Linked DNA regions of Mus musculus: region 1 is linked to region 2. A link is a contact called in public Micro-C data. All regions are on one chromosome and are shown on one strand. The core of a region is the stretch at or near the end of the contact, and the rest is flanking DNA. Distances in the headings are between cores, read along the strand shown.

Evidence for each region. Hi-C and Micro-C count contacts between places; a contact is called where the count stands out from the background.
Region 1: a contact with region 2 is called in a Micro-C map of embryonic stem cells, with 14 times the contacts expected there. The contact joins the promoter of Sox6os here to the promoter of Denn2b in region 2. A contact is called at or near these places in 1 of 39 promoter capture datasets (embryonic stem cells) and 4 of 484 Hi-C or Micro-C datasets (all in embryonic stem cells).

The regions. Positions count from the first base shown.
Region 1 is chr7:116,030,301-116,033,444 of GRCm38.p6, reverse strand. Sox6os (SRY (sex determining region Y)-box 6, opposite strand) reads right to left here and starts at 1,466. Exons shown (of 2, transcript NR_152104.1): 1 at 1,278-1,466; 2 at 895-1,125. All of the region lies in intron 1 of Sox6 (SRY (sex determining region Y)-box 6), which reads left to right.
Region 2 is chr7:109,615,585-109,618,490 of GRCm38.p6, reverse strand. It overlaps Denn2b (DENN domain containing 2B), which reads left to right and starts at 1,344. Exons shown (of 20, transcript NM_001001326.1): 1 at 1,344-1,433.

The DNA of each region.
Region 1 (3,144 bases), core at 217-2,716, 6.4 Mb before region 2:
GGGAATGAGATGAAAAAGAAGTCAGGTGGCTTAGAGAGTGAATTGTTAAGTCTCCGTAAAGTTCGAGGTAGGTATTTCATGGAAGTTCGCACAAGTGTGGGATGGAAGAAGTTGGTGTGCCTACTGTGTTGTGTTAGTGTTTCTCTCTCTCTCTCTCTCTCTCTCTCTCTCTCTCTCTCTCTCTCTCTCTCTCTCTCTCTCTCTCTCTCTCTCCTTCTCCCTCCCCCTCCCCTCTCTCTCCTCTTCCTCCCCTCTCTCCCTTTCCCTCGCTCTTTCTATTCTCCAGCTTAGGGTTCAGATGGGGCTCTTGGATGGCAATGCCCTTTGTACCCACAAGAGGGCAACATCTTGAGGGCTTTGTGAACACTGGATCTTTCATCGCGGCATGCTTGCTTGGGTTTTGAGAAAGTTTTAGCGAAACTTTCAAAGTGATATTTTATGTTATTCATAATATCAAAAAGTAAAGTCATAAAAAAGAAGAAACAAGAGAAAGGTGGAGGAGGAAAGGATGGGGAGAGGGAGAGAGGGGAGAGAGGGGAGAGGGGGAAGAGGGGAGAGGGGAGAGGGGGGAGAGGGGGGAGAGGGAGAGAGAGAGAGAGAGAGAGAGAGAGAGAGAGAGAACAGTTTAGATTGCCAGGGGAGTCTGAGCCACAGAAGGTGGGGGAGGGCTGTTGTAATTGTGGGTTTGGCCGACTGACGACTGGAGTGCCCTCTTCGGCAATCTTAGTTGTAGCCGGAGGTCATGTAAATCGACCTTAAAAGAATGCATAAGCCATAAATTAAACCCTCACCCAACGGCTGATCCATAAGTAGACAAAATCTAACCTGGACAAAACGGGCTTCCTTTAGGGCCGAGTTAACCCCTCTCCCCCAATAGAAACTCAATGCGAAGTTAGTTTTGTTAGAGAATGAATATTTTGTTTTCTTGAAAAGTGTCGATTTGCCGTGTGACTGCGCCGCCGCAGTTCTAAGAGGCGTCAGTGTTAGCCAGGCTGTGGCTCAGGGGCCGGGAGGACCCGCAGGGCTTCTGAACCTCCCCCATTTCGGACTGGGATCGTTGGCTAGTTGTGGGGTTGACGCTGGCCTAGGGCGGGCGGGACTCCAGGATCTTCGTAGCTCTCCGCGCTAGGGGTGAAATTTACCCGGAGGATTAAAGAAAACCCGGGTGGCTAGAAGCCGCGCGCTCCCTCCTCGCCCTCCACCACCGGGGCTTCCCACGACTTTCCCGGGACGCTCGAGTTCCAGTTCCCCTTGCTCCCTCCACTATTGCACTTTACTTTTAATGGTCCTCTCAGCAGTACACAAACCGAACTCCAAGGCAGTTTGCAACCCAACGGTGGTCCTTTTTGCTCAGCACGCTTGCTGCGCAGGCTGGCCCGCTGACGGCGTGGGCGAGGGACAGCCCCGTAAGGCTCGCGCGGGTTCGGCTTCCAGGTCCTCTGCGCTTCAGCCGGCACCCTCGGCTCAGAGCCTGACCCGCAACCTTCGTCCCTCTAGGCTCTCTGCCCGGCCCGCTACTGGCTGCCCGCTGCGGGCCGATGTTCGGAGCACCGGCTGGGCCCTGGGCGGGAGGCGGTGTTGGCGAGGCTCGCCTGCCCCGGGGGAGCTGCTTTCGGCTTTCTCCCTTAAAGGGCAGTACGAAGAAGGACCCGGGTTTGTGCAAAGGCTGCTGGGGCTGAACTGCTGCAAATGCAAAGGAACGGCCGGGCTCTGCGGAGGACAGACTGGCTCCGGGTCCGCGCAGCTTTAAGATAAAAAGAATTGGTGTGTTCGGATAGATAAAAGGTGGTCGTTTCCGGCGTATTATGAGTTTTATTTAAGCTTGTCTGACTCTGACCAAGTTTGAAAATGTTTGTTTGTGTGAATGACCAGTTATCGGCAGCGACTCCAGTTTGTGGTCTAAAATAAGTCATTTACTGGGCTGGCAGGGCTGCTAGTTAGCAAGATGGGCTGTTCTAGGCTGCTTCTGCGAGTTGCCTCCTGTAAGGGCCGCACTTGAAGTTTCAGTCTCAAGATAGTCCGAAACTGTCCCAGCGGCACAATAGATTGGGCTCCGGACCTCCAGTTTCAATGTCTGAGAGGGAGTTCTGGTGACTTCTCGGTCCTGGACGCTGGGCTCCAGGGTGAACTCCAGTGGCTTGGCTTTTGGCCCTCACGGAACCGCCCAGCCAGCAACCCAGTGGAGAGAATGCCCCTTCCCCCCGCCCACCAGGGTCTCCTCTCTTCTGTCCTTTGTAGTCACATGTCCGGGTTTTCCCCCTGGTCCGAGAACAGACACAGCCCCGCCCAGTCTATTTCTAGAAGGTGGGTTCGGTGAATAAAAAGGTCAAGTGGTTACGTTCCCGAGCTGGTCCACAGTGAGGGGGGACAGGACAGACACCTGGCAAGGCCCGCCCCGCCTGTCCCCCCAACCCTGGCGGGCCTGCCTGCCTGCGACTGGCCTCCCTAGGCCACATTCTTGTGTTAGGTTGGAGAGGCGAGAGGCGGTAGGAGAGGGAACCCTGAACCGGCCCAGAGCAGGCGAAGCTGATCCCGAGATGGCATTTTGTTTTGAACAGTTGGTGGGGAGGACGCTTCCTCATAAGGTAAGGTGTCAACTGGACAGTTGGCTGCCCAAATGCCACATGTATAATTAGCCTGCGTACTCAGCACCTCATCCCCAAGGCCCATAGGCACGGGCTTGGCTGACTTGAGTAGCTCAGTTCAGCTCTGGATTACAGGATTCCCAAGGGAAGCCTAACCGGCCAGGAGAGCCTGGAGAGGCCCTGGCTAGGAAGACTGACCATGAAATCTCGCTTTTGATTTTTGCCTTTTCTCCTTCTCCAGTTTTTCGTAGTTTTCAGCTAAGGGGCAAGTGCTGGTTAGGAGAAGGTACCCAACATCAGCGGCAGGTTGCAGACTGGATGGGGAAAGGGGAAACAGAACAAACCTGGCCACATCCTACCCACATGCTGCCCTGGAGAATCTGCTCAAACACTCTGTGTGCACTCATCTATTGGGATCAGCCAGTCTTGGCACTGTGTGACTTGGCTTGGGAAGAGACTTCAGATCTGCTCACTTGTCTCCCTGCTTCCCCCACTCTCAGAGGTCTATCACAATAATTTAGTGTCAGTGCCTGATTGTAGTTTCTGCTCCCGCTTCAGG
Region 2 (2,906 bases), core at 95-2,594:
GTCTGGTTTTGGGAATTTTGTAGCATACTGAAGGTGAGTCAACATCACAAGGAATTCTGCAAGGGATAAGCGTTACAGATTCCATCAGGGCCCCCCCACCCCTCCCCCAGCATTATTTTGAGGAGCAGCATTGGAGAATGGCCTCCTTGAGCCTCATTGTCTTCATCCTCATCAGCCTCCACCTTCCCACATGCAGTCAATCCATTTACCAACCCCGAGTTCTACTTGAAAAATATATCTACTAGATTGGTGGAGGAGAGGTACTAACAATTGGGGGGTGGTGGATGAGAGCTGAGTGCCTAATTTGAAGTGTTTTTGACTAATAGCACCTTGACACTGCACCTCACACCCTAGTCCTCTGCCACCCCAGTATGAGATATATTCATAGAAAGTAGAAAGTCGGGAGGAGGCTGGCTCAGTGACAGGTGGCCAGTTGGCGATGAGGTCAGGCACTGCTAAGGTCTTGTGACTCTAGCTCTGGTATTCTTGGCAACTGTTCTGCTTAATGTATGCCAGAAAGTTGAAAGGCTTGGACACTGGTTTTGGATCTCTCATTTCCTGGTTCAGTAAATGGGAGCAAGTAATTTAACTTTACTTTAGATACATTTTTAAAATGTGTTAAATTAATATAACACCAGTCGTAACTTTTAGGACTACTCTGTCAGAGAAAAAAATGAACCAGGATTTGGGAGGTTATTTTGGGAAGATGTAAGATAGTACTTGGGGGTAGGGCAGGGCATTTTTTCTCTAGTTTGCAGCAGATATTGTGCATGTCATAGATGTTATCGGTCATTAAATCTTTGGGCTAGAAGGGTGGCAGATAGATTTACCTTAACAGGACTTAGATAGAGTCTTCACTTTCCCTTGGAGGCCCACACTTGTGGTTCTTAGAAAATGAGCTGGTTTTCAAGATCAGGCTTCTGTGTACTTTATAGCAAAACATAAAGGACTAGGAGACCCTTGACTTGTCTCTACTCTCAGTTCCTAACTAGTTAGGTAAGTGTGGATCAAGTATCTGATCTCTCTGGGCCTCAGTGATCCCATCTATAAAATGGTAGCAAACCTATCTGACCAGTGTGTTAAGAGCATCAAACAAACTAGTACATCTATTTTGAGAGGGTTAGGCAGCATCCAAGCAAAAGTATACATAGGGCTACTAAAAGGGCCTTCTGTGTCCCAGGTACGGCCCTGGCACTTGTACAGTTTCTCATTGGAGGCCTGGGCTGTGGATCTTTTGTTCAGAGAGGAGGCTGTTTGCATTGTGTTTGATGTCCTGGCTCTGACTGTAGACTTAAACAGTGTTCCTCCTAATCCTGATCTAGTTTGTTTCTTCTCCTTTGCAGGAAGACAAGAGACTGCTTGGGCTCTGGCACTAGTACCATGGGACCCTGTACTGGCTAAAAGCTGTCTCCAGGACCTGAACAGTCAACAAGGTAACCAGAGAGGCCAGTCTAGGCCAGCTTCTAGGATGTGAACTGTGTTTCTGCCCCAAATGCTCCTGAAAAATCCCAAGCGAACAAACAAGTTGAGGCAGCACGCATCAGGGTCCCTCCTCATTCCGCTGCTGCTGCAGGACCCAGAGGAAGTGCTTGCTTCCCCTCCAAGCCTTCAGCTAGCTCCCTCCCCTTTGGCAGGGATTCTTCCAAGTTATAAAAGCTGAGACACTAGAGGGGAGGAAAACAAGTCCACTCACTGTCCTCACCCTTCTCCCCTCTGGGTTGTTGCAGCAAGTTCCCAGGAACAGACCTGGGCTCCTGGTTGACTGGAAGGGAGGTAGGAGGAGTGGAATGCATGCATAAACTGAGCCGATCAAAAGACCGCGCTGTTTCAAGGCCGGCTAGAACTCAGAGAATGTGTAGAAGCACGCGCACGCATAAACGTGCGCGTGCTAGCTCGCTCCTGGGACACCGGGTTGAGGGAGAGCGCCTAGCTGAGTGAGAGCAAGCCTGCAAGCGTGTGTGCAGCCTAGGACAGGTCTCCATGACAACCAGCCTGACTGGCTAGCTGCGCTAGCTCTGCTCACTTGGCTGGAAGGAGTGTCTTGAAAGGTCAGAGGAAGGAGCTGTGGGAAGTTCGCAGCAGGTACTGGAGCTTAAGCCAGTGGATCTGGGGGCCCTGGGCTCCCTAAGCGACTGTGGTGTGAGCCAGCCTCTGTGGAGAATGGAGTGGGCAAGAAATCACCCGGACTACCAGGTAAGGGCACCTCTGAGCCCCTTGCTTTGAGTCGGGCTGTTTATGGCAGGCCAGTGTCTGTGCTCTTCACTTCAGAGTTTGGGGGTCGAGAATGATGTCATACTCCAACAGTTGGATTCTATTAGCTCCGGGAGGAGGAGGGAAACTGCCAATTTTCTTGACTTTGCAAATCTAGCTAATCTCACTCTGGCTGAATCGGAGATGTTTAGGCTTCACTCTGCTTTTATTTAGCACAAAGCCACTGGATATTTTCACAGGAAGGTTCTTTTATAGGAAAATGAGTTCTCATCGCTCTAGCACTGTTGAAGTTCTTATGTGGAAACTTTTGAGCAGCTTGGTCGGTTTTACCTCGTGCTCTCTTATCTCCATGCTGCTATGTCTGACTTGTAACAACAATCAAAGTAGCTAATGAAGCTCAGAGAGGAGCCTGCAGTGAGTTTCAAGTCCATCTGGGACACTTGACAGGGCAGAGGGACTGGCACAACAATATCTGAGCGGGGGCCTTGCACTGTCTATGAAGTAGCTTTGGAAATAGGAAACAACCCCCTCCCCATTAATGATGCCCATCACAGGGTTTCTTGAGTTGTGGAGGGGACTTTCTTGGGTTTTGGGGACTTGCAAATATCTGTCTCATCCAGATGTTGCAGAGAGCTGTCTTAACACTACAGCTACGGGGAGCTGGGAACTTGAAGGACTATGCTGTATGATCCCTT